Regions from separate parts of the Gossypium hirsutum genome. Here regions 1 and 2 are each linked to region 3. A link is a contact called in public Hi-C data. All regions are on one chromosome and are shown on one strand. Each heading gives the region's core, a stretch centred on a gene start, on an enhancer-like site or on the middle of the called end of the contact. The rest is flanking DNA. Distances are from core to core; before and after follow the strand shown. Region 1 holds the start of LOC107950109 (TORTIFOLIA1-like protein 3). Region 2 holds the start of LOC107950108. Region 3 holds the start of LOC107950105 (serine/threonine-protein kinase AtPK2/AtPK19).

Evidence for each region. A called contact is a pair of places that touch in the nucleus more often than the background predicts.
Region 1: a Hi-C map of leaf shows a contact between it and region 3, with 1.7 times the contacts expected there. The contact joins the promoter of LOC107950109 here to the promoter of LOC107950105 in region 3. A contact is called at or near these places in 2 of 34 Hi-C or Micro-C datasets (callus and leaf).
Region 2: a Hi-C map of hypocotyl shows a contact between it and region 3, with 3 times the contacts expected there. The contact joins the promoter of LOC107950108 here to the promoter of LOC107950105 in region 3. A contact is called at or near these places in 2 of 34 Hi-C or Micro-C datasets (hypocotyl and leaf).

The regions. Positions count from the first base shown.
Region 1 is chrD03:36,783,865-36,787,143 of Gossypium_hirsutum_v2.1, reverse strand. It overlaps LOC107950109 (TORTIFOLIA1-like protein 3), which reads right to left and starts at 1,596. Exons shown (of 5, transcript XM_016884858.2): 1 at 658-1,596; 2 at 435-543; 3 at 1-162. The coding sequence starts at 1,440.
Region 2 is chrD03:36,830,078-36,833,352 of Gossypium_hirsutum_v2.1, reverse strand. LOC107950108 reads left to right here and starts at 1,730. Exons shown (of 4, transcript XM_016884857.2): 1 at 1,730-1,972; 2 at 2,158-2,334; 3 at 3,211-3,275. The coding sequence starts at 1,958.
Region 3 is chrD03:36,967,642-36,971,031 of Gossypium_hirsutum_v2.1, reverse strand. LOC107950105 (serine/threonine-protein kinase AtPK2/AtPK19) reads left to right here and starts at 1,422. Exons shown (of 6, transcript XM_016884854.2): 1 at 1,422-2,308; 2 at 2,803-2,885; 3 at 2,970-3,090; 4 at 3,191-3,364. The coding sequence starts at 1,724.

The DNA.
Region 1 (3,279 bases), core at 347-2,846, 180 kb after region 3:
CTTGAGTGGTTGCCTTTAAAGGACTTCTCTTCCTCCCTGGGGTTGCAAAGGAACTATCAGGTGGAGTTGACCTTTTTGTTGAAGTAGGCTTCTTAACAGCGATATCCGCATTAGATGAAATTTTGGCACCAGGCGGACAGCGGCATCCATCACTTGCATTCTCTGTTATTAAAACAGAACCAAATACAGTAAGTAAAAATGTGTACATATCAGATTCATGTTGCCAGAAGTGTTAAAAGTATTCCATAATACGGATCATATCAATCTCGGCAAAGACTTAAAAATAAACAATTACCAAATAACCAGCTCACAACAAAGATGTATTGATCCTATGCAACATTTCTAATTTGGATAAAAGAAAATCTACCGGATAAACTAGTACAGATTAGCCAAGAAATCTAACTCCCATCAAGCAGAAGCAGATCATCATATACCTCTCGAAGAAGCCTGTGATCGAGGCGGTGGAGACGCCTCTTCTGAAACATCCGGAACCTGCTTCCACGCCTCCAACATCTGACTCATAACCTCCCTGGCGGCCTTTACCTATAAGATCCACATCCAAATTTGGCAAGAAAAAAAAGAAGCAATTAAAAATAATAATAATAACCAAAATACAAATGATCTCACCAGAATTTAAATAAAAATTAAGTTAAAAACCTTATCGAATCTTCTAGCCTCGAAGACTTTCATGCAACCAGCTTTGAGCTCAGCCAATGAATCTCTCTCAACCACCGCTAACCTCCCAAGCGCCTCTGCTGCTCCCTTTCTCGCTGCCCAATCATGACTACTCAAGAACCCAATCAAGCACCCTATCAATGCTTTCATCATCTCATCACCCAAATTTGACGCCCCACCCGATCCGATCACACTCCCGATAACCACCAAAACTGCCGCCTTAGCCTTATAACCTTCAACTTTCACGAGTTTCTCCAGCTTCGTTAACATCTTCCCCAGCCTAACTGGATCTGGATCCGGTGATCCATCGATCGCCGCCGCCAAACACAATGCCGCCCCGATCTGCGCGTTCGGTTCTTGCTCTGTGAAAAGAGCATCGCTCAAAGGCTTCAAAAACGAAGATGAGAAGTTGCACTTGGTGAGGTTAACGGAGAGAGCTGAGACAGCATCGACGCAGGCGGAGCGGACAACGGAATTGGGGTCCCGCAGGCGACGGAGGAGGCTAGAGAGGATTTTAGGGAGGAAATGAGGGAGAGAATTCGGATAAGTAACAGCCAAAACAGAAATGAGCTTCACGCATTGCTTTCGCACTCCGCTTTTATCGGAGGAATCGACCGCAAGAATACAGGAAATGAAAGTCGGGAGTGATGTGGCATCAAGGTTTCTAGCAATGGAGTCGAGCTCAGCAGCTGCGAGAGAGAAGGTGTCTCGATCGCCGAGCTTGTTTAGGAGGGTGTTAACTTTTAGTTTAAAAGGTTGCGCCATTACTTCCTTTTACTAATTTTATGGCAACGGCGGAGCAGCCGGCGGTATCATTGGGCGGCTCCCCAGTGGTGGGAAATCTCCAAGATCCATTCAGGCCTTTATAATTTAAGGTGAAGAAGGAGAGTCGTTAAAAGAAAGTAATAGAAGGGTCAAATTCTGACAAAAAGTCCTTGTACTATGTATTTTTGGTATATTTAGTCCTATACTATAATTTGTTCGAAATGTTATTTTAAATCCTATGACCAAAATTTTCCATTAATTGTATCAAATAATTTCACATGATCATTTATATATACATTGACATTTCTTAATATAACTGGACCAACTTTTTGCTCTTTATGAAAAGGAGATTATTTAACTATAAAATAAAATAAAAACAAAGTGTGTATGCCATACGTTAAAAAAAACAAAAGACACAAAAACAATTGATTTTATAATAGAGATTAGAAATAAGAGGAACTGAATCTTCTAGAAATACATAGTAGAGGGACCGTTGATAAAAATTTACCTAATAAAAGAAGCAGGTGAAACGGTGGCGTTTTAAGCAGGTCATGGCAGCTTTCTGGTAGCTTTTATTATTATTTTTTTTATATGAGTTAATTGCACCAGGCATCCCCAAATGATGGTCCTCATTTTAAATTGGTTCCAAAACTTCAACACATTCTAATTTTAGCCCAAGCTATCGATGTTGTGTCAATCAAGTCCTTTTGTATTAAATTTATTAATTTAAACGTTAAATGATACGTCAAATATTACGTAACTAAATTTAAAATGAAAACTTTTAAAAAGAAAAGCAGCTAAAAATAAAGTAAAATTGAACAAAGAAGTTAATGATAAAACTTCTTTAAAAGCTTTGAAAACCTCAAAACTATACATTTTTTTAAAACATCTATTTTTATAATATTAATTGTTTTTCCTAAAATTTTAATTTTAAATTATGTCATTTAAAATTTAATGTGTCATTTAACAGTTAAATTAACAATTTTAATAATATAAGGACCAAATTACTATACCCTCAATAGTTTGGGAATATAATTAAAATAACTTAAAGTTTTGGGACTAATTTAGAATGAGGGTCCTAGTTTAGGGATGTTTGTGTAATTAACTCTTATTATATTTGTTTATGTTTGTACTCTACTCAAGGTGGGAATAGGGTTGTCAACAATGATAAGGGAATAAGCAGATCTGGCAAATGGCAATTCTTGCTTAGGATTTAATTTATTTTTTCAAACAGAGTACTGTCGCTATTAATTAATTAATTAATTAATTTAACTTATTGTCATTTAAGGCTTGCAGTTGGAATCAGTATGAGGAGATAACTTTATAAATCTGCAAATTTCCAATAATATTTTCTTTAAATGTTTTTGGAGGTTGAAAATTCGTTTTCATCAGTAAATTTTCTCAAAGATCCTATGGACCGACAGATGTCTGACCCTCAAAATCATTACTTTTCTCACCAGGTAATCATTTTTATGTGTTATTGGGTAAATTGCATCCAATGTCATTAAATTATTATGTTTTAATCACTCAATTTTAAAATGTTACAAAATGGTCATTGAATTATTTAAAAGTTTTCATTTAAGTCACGGGATGTTAAAATCGCTATTGTATGACTTTTGTTTGCACAGTTTTCTCCAATTAAAAACTTTTCTTCCCATTCTCTTCTACAGTTTATTTTTTCTATGAAATAACTTAAAATGTTCCAACTTTACGAATCAAAATTCAAATAATTTTTTCTCTGATCTTCAACATTGACTGTCAGATCAACTTGGAACTAATGTATGTTCTTTTACTCATCAATAGGTATTGATCCACCATATTGATTGTAGAATCAGCACT
Region 2 (3,275 bases), core at 481-2,980, 140 kb after region 3:
GTAATAATTGTAAAATCTAATATAAAATTTACCTCGTTATGAGTGGGAATGTATATGGGTGGTCCACTCGAGGACGTAAAAATAGAAAGTGAAACTGTGCCCATGACTGCAGTAGTGACAGGCAACCTCCGATTTTCGCTTTACTCGATCGCGTCGCCCTCACATCTCCCGATATAATGTTGCCAACACGGCAGACCCCCAACTCAATTCACCAGCTGCTCTAAAATCAACGAGTTTCAGCAGCCATCTTAGATGTACGAGGTTCCGTGACAAGTCTGGTATCAGATAACCTCCAATTATCTGAAGAATGTATGCCTGAGCATATCAGATTCTTTCTACTTCGGTTGAATCATCATCCGGATCCGGGAATGTGTCTCGTAACCAGCCCATCTCGATCCGACCACCGTTAATTTTCTCCGGAATAGCGCCCAAAAGCTCGTAGCACACCACTCTCCAATCGCCAGATTGAACATACCCGGTGACTGGGTACCCGTCCACCAGCAATCCCAATTGCAGATTGACATCTTCCAAAATGATAGTGCACTCTCCACACGGAAGATGGAATGTGTGCGTCTCGGGTCTCCACCTCTCAACCAACGCACTGATAAGTTTTGGGTCCAACTTGCATCCTCGGCCTACCGTCGCCACGTGCCAAAAACCCGCTTCCCGCAGGTAATTCTCTACCAACGGTGAAGGAGGACCATGCATATTCCAGATATAGCATTCCAATATTCGATCTACAGACTTTTATAACAAATAACAAATTAATAATTATTTAAAAATGAATAAATAAAAAAATTTAAATAATATTTAAAAAATAAATTTAACACTTACCATTTTCATTTGTTCGACGGATATGTGCTTGTTATCAAGACGAATCAATTCTCCGGCCATTGCTAAATTCGTACAATTTTTTACGATTTAAAAAAAATTAAAAAAATTAAATTTTTTTAAAAATAATTAAAAGTAGGAATTTAAGAGAAATTTAAGAGGAATTGAGAGCAATTTGAGATTAAATATGGATTTGAGAGAAATTTGAAAGGAAATTGAGAACAATTTGAGAGGAAATTGAAAGGAAATTGAGAAAGGATTAATTTGTGAAAAAAAATGAAGGGGTGGGGGTTTTTATAGTTTTTTTTACCGTTGGGGGGGCCAACGGTCAAAAAAATAACCGTTGGCACTGTTCACGCGCAGGGAAAACGCGTCCCTTGGGACTCGCTGACGTGGCAACAAAACGCGTCCACGTCAGCGCGCTTTCTGTCCACGTGGACAAAGCGCGCCCTTGAGGATGCGTTTTCCTGTCACGTACCCTGACATCGCGCTGACGTGGACGCATTTTCGGGAAAAATAACTCATTCCGATAAATAATTATTTACTAGAACCATTTCGGTAAATTTTGAAAAAAAGAAACTTTTACTTGTATTTTGCCGATAGTATGCGGAGGTTGACAAGCTTAAGCTTAAGCTTAAATTAACCGCACGCAAGTCCCAAGTCTCAACTCAAAACTCCAACGTGGCCTTTGCCGTTGCCAACTGCTTTTACTTTCTCCCCACAAACAGAGCCTCACTTATCTACCCACTACCTCACGCTAGGCCCTCCATCAGCTACCGCCCAAACGTAAAACCACTTCACGCATCGACAGCCACGTGTCCATCAAGTTCCTTAGTGGACCCCACTTCTTTGGCGCGGAAGGAAGAAATAGAATAGAACCGGAAACATGTAATAACTTAAAAATGAAAAAGAAAAAACCGCCGCTTATGTCAGCTGAAGTCGCTTCGTTGGTAAATAAAAGGGAGAGTGGAGGGTAAGCTTGGTATTTGGAAATAAGGGGTCTTTCAGTTCGTAACAGACAGCTGCTGCTAGGGAAGGAAAACAAAACCTCCGTTTGTATACTGTTGTTGTTGTTCGCAAGTTGGTCTGAAAGGAACTGAATCAATTCGATGCATTAGTGGCTACAATGGCGGATTCCCAGGTAAAGTTTCTCTATACTTTTACACTTAATTTAATCTACTTTTTGTTCTTTGGGTATGAATTTTGAAGCTGATTCTTCTTCTTTTTTGTTAGAAGGACTTGGGTTTTGATTTTTAATTGGTTCAACAGGATTATTTTCGATGTGGGTTTTCTTTGATGTTTTCTGTTTTTTTTTTCTTTTAACAGAAATTGACGGCTTTGAAAAAGGCTTATGCCGAAATCATTCTGAACACGGCTAAAGAGGCGGCGGCGAGGATAATGGTGTCGGAGAGAAAGGCTCTAAGATATCAGCAAGAGCTGTTCGCTGCTAAAGATGAGGCGTTGCGTATGTTGCTTAGGTTGAAACAAATGTTGGATGCTAAGGTAACTATTGGTTTTTTAAGATTGTTTTTGTTTTTGTTGTTTGACGATGTTTCAGCTTGGGTGTTGTAATTTTTTTGCTCACTGCCTTTTGCATCGTAATGTGGGTTTCCTCTCATTGTGTGCTTTGTTTGGTGATAAATGTTTTTGATGTTTGATCTCATTTTTCTGATATAGTTTTATTGAACTCTAATAAGCCTTTTTTTGAAATAAAAGCTGTCTACTAAGGTTTCATTCTTGATCACTAGAACTAAGAGTCCAACATTCCCTCAACAGATTGCTTTCAATAATATAGGCATTTCAAACATTTATCACAGTTGTAGCGTGCTTGAAGGAATGCAAGTTTGTCAATTGGAATTACATTTTTTGGTATGCATTTGTATTTTGTTTATAGTTGTATTTGCTTTGCCTGCAATGGGTTAGTTTGATGGTTAAACCCATTTAGTTTTCTCTTAAACCCCAGAGGCTTTTATGAATTGTGGTGAGAGAAAATGTATTCGATCATGCAAATTCATTGGTTTATGTGTATAAGAATTGTCCAACAACTTTCATGGTGAACTTGCTAAAGTTGAATGTATATGGCCTAATTGATCGAGTAGGTTCAAGCAGCAAATCATGATTTTGTGTTTCTTATCTTGGGTTAGAAATTGTTTTGTTACATATGTTGTGCTCCATCACTCCAACTCAGCTATGACTGTGGTACCCACCTGACATGGATAAGCTCAAATGTTTGTGCATTTTTTCCTTATGTTTGAAATTGTTATACTCTCATACGGTTACCCGTTCAACTTATGTAATATTTATATACATTAAAGAGTAGTCAGTGCAGTGACAACAATGCTGAATAACTGACGTATTTACTGTCTGTTATGATTGTAGGTTAATGATGCAGAGATGATGTCCTTGAATCAACAGAAAAGAATTGAAGAGCTCGAAGCACAACT
Region 3 (3,390 bases), core at 173-2,672:
TATATATACTACTAAATACGAAATCGATCGCGTTAAGATTATATAGTTCAAATTTTAAAAAATAAATATCTCCGTTTTTGATCGTTGATCTAATAGAAGTCGTATATTTTGAAGCTTAGTAAGTAATCCCACATGATTCGGCGTATGGTTCCACCTATTTAAATAACTTGTTAGCATAATAATTTTAATTTAAATAAATTTTATCATGGTAATATCTACTGAATTTTACCTTTTTATGAGTAGGAATGTATATGGGTAGTTCGTTCGAGGACATAAAACTGGAAATCAGTAGCACGCCCATGATTGTAATAGTAAAAGGTAACCACCAATTTTGATTTTTCTTAGTTGTGTCGCCCAACACATCTCCCAATATAATGTCGCCAACACGACGAACCCCTAACTGAGTTCACTGCTCCTCTAAAATCGATCATTTTCAACAGCCACCTTAGATAGATGAGATTTCGTGACTTATCCGGCATCAGGATACCCCCGACGATTTGAAGGATGTACGCCCAAGCATGTCATTCTCTCGAATCCTCATCCAACCCTGCGAAATTTGTTCGTAACCAAGCCATTTCAATCCAAACTCTGTAAATTGTCTCCGGAATTGGATCCAAAAGTTCACCACATACGCCTCCCCAATCAGCAGACTAAACAGACCTGATGACTACCAACCCATCCACCGATAACCCCAACTGTTAATACACGTCCTCCAAAGTAATAGCATACTTGCTGCATGGAAGATAGAATGTGCGTGTCTCGGGTCTCCACCCCTCCACCAATGTGCTTACGAGTTTTGGGTCCAACTTACAACCCCGGCCTACAAGGGTCACATGCCAAAAATTGACTTCCCTCAAGTATGGTTCGATTAACAGTGATGGAGGATCGGGTAGATTACGAATATGACATTGTAAAATTTAATCTTCCGCCTATATACATAAAAAAATATACAAAATATTAAGTTAAAATATAACAATAAAATAAACAAAATTAAACTTTATTAAAAATTATTCTTACCATTTGCAATTGACTGATGGAAATGTGCTTGTCATAATGACAGATTAGAGAATCGACCATTGCTAATTATATAGAACACGAATTAATTTTTAATAAAAAATATTTTCAGAAAATATTAATAAAAAATATAATTTAGATAGAAATAGAATTTTAGTAATAAATTTAGGAGAGAATTTTGAGAGTGGTTTGAGAATTTTGAAAGTATTGTGAGAAATTAATAAGGTTTGGGGAGGTTGGAAAAGTAGCCATTGGGGGGGGGGTAAAAACGTGTCCAGCTAAAGGATTTTTACTGGTGACACAGAGAAAACACTTCCAACTGGTAATTTAAAAAAAAACAAATAGGCATTTTAGGGTAACTTTGTCCATAATAAAACACATATTAATAGTTTACGATTGAACATTTTCAAAGTACTGGCACCGAATATGGTATTATCCCATTTGTAAACTTTGGCGTGCGATTGTCAGTGTCGCAGGTGCGCGTTACTGAAATCAGACACCCCAAATTATTGCCACTTCCACACATCTCCCTCTTGTCCATCAAACATGTTTCTCATTTTCAATTCTATTCAAAGTGATCTTCCTCTGCACGACTTTCAGATCGTTTCGTGTCTCGCATCCCATCCTTCTCCTTAAAATGTAATAATAATAGCCATTCTTTGGCTGCCCTGTTTTTTTCTATTCTTTTTCTGCTAAGAAATTATAAAAGATGATATCAACTTCATCATCCCAAAAGAAAAACCTTCAATCCCTTTTAGCCTCTAACCTCAAGAAACTCACCATCACTCCTCCTTCTTCTAATCATGAGTTTGATTTTGGCGATGTTTTCGGCCCTTTGACTCCTCACCATCCCGACCCCACCCTCCATTCACCTTCCTCCACGTCTCCCCCTTCTGCTTTCCTTGGGGATCCTCAAGTTATCCACACCAGGTCCCATTCTTATGTGGGTCCTTCTCCTCGTTACACCGTCTCTTCTTCCCTCCCTCTCCAAATCCAAACTGAAACCGAGTATGAAGCCGAGGAACAAGATGACGATGAAGAAGAAGCAAAACCCAAGATTGGGCCCGAGGATTTTGTGATCCTGAGAGTTGTTGGACAAGGAGCTTTTGGGAAAGTTTTTCAAGTGAGAAAAAAAGGAAGGAATGATGAGGATGGTGATGGGCTTTTTGCTATGAAAGTTATGAAGAAAGTAACTATCATTAAAAAGAATCATGTCGATTACATGAGAGCTGAGAGGGATATCCTCACTAAAGTTGTTCATCCATTTATTGTTCAGCTTAGATACTCTTTCCAGGTTCCTTATGCAATTTACTTTCTCTTTTTATTTGCATCTCCATAAAATTTGTCCCTTTTACTACTTTTTCCCTAAATATCTTCATGTTATTTCAACTTTCCTAAAAAAACATAATGTTTTTTTGTTAAGTATTTTGTGATTCTGATCAGATGATATGAGAAATGATGTTAGTTCTTGCTCTTATGTTAAATACAATTGAATGGTTTGGATTTGAAATATTTGGTCTTTAGGATTCAGCTTGATATCTGATTGAAGATCTAATTTTTTCATGAATTAGACTTCCTATTATACAAATTGTCAAAAATATTGCAGGGTTTTCTTTTTTACTTTGAAAAATCCAAGGTCTTTTATGGTTCAGCAATTTCTGTTTGAACTATTTATATGAGGACTTAGGATGTTTATCTCACTAGTCACTTCCAATCCATGATTGTGTCATGTATTTGAAGGTCATATTGTGTCAATGCTTACAGTTGTGTTCTTATGTAATTTTACAGACAAAGTCTAAGCTTTATTTAATCCTGGACTTTATAAATGGAGGCCATCTCTTCTTTCACCTATATCGCCAAGGGATATTCAGGTATCATGTTGTTTCAACTTCAAGTAATTTGTCTGTTTGCAAACTTTTATTTAGTTTTGGTTTTTTTACATGTTTCTTGAATAGTGAGGATCAAGCAAGGTTTTATACTGCTGAGATTGTATCTGCTGTTTCACATCTTCACTACTGCGGCATCGTGCATCGTGATCTTAAACCTGAAAATATTCTTGTGGATGCTGATGGACATGTAATAGCCATGCTCATAACATACTTGAATGCCAAATATACATTCCTCTGTTCGTGTTCTTCTGAGTGTTCCCAGTTCCTGAATCTGTATGTTGTCCCAGGTTATGCTTACGGATTTCGGACTGGCCAAGGAAATTGATGAATCGAGCCGATCGAATTCAATGTGCGGGACAACAGAGTACATGGCTCCAGAAATTTTACAGTCCAAAGGTCACAATAAAGATGCAGATTGGTGGAGTGTTGGGATACTGTTATATGAAATGTTAACTGGTCAGGTAATAATATACAGAGATTTTCAGTA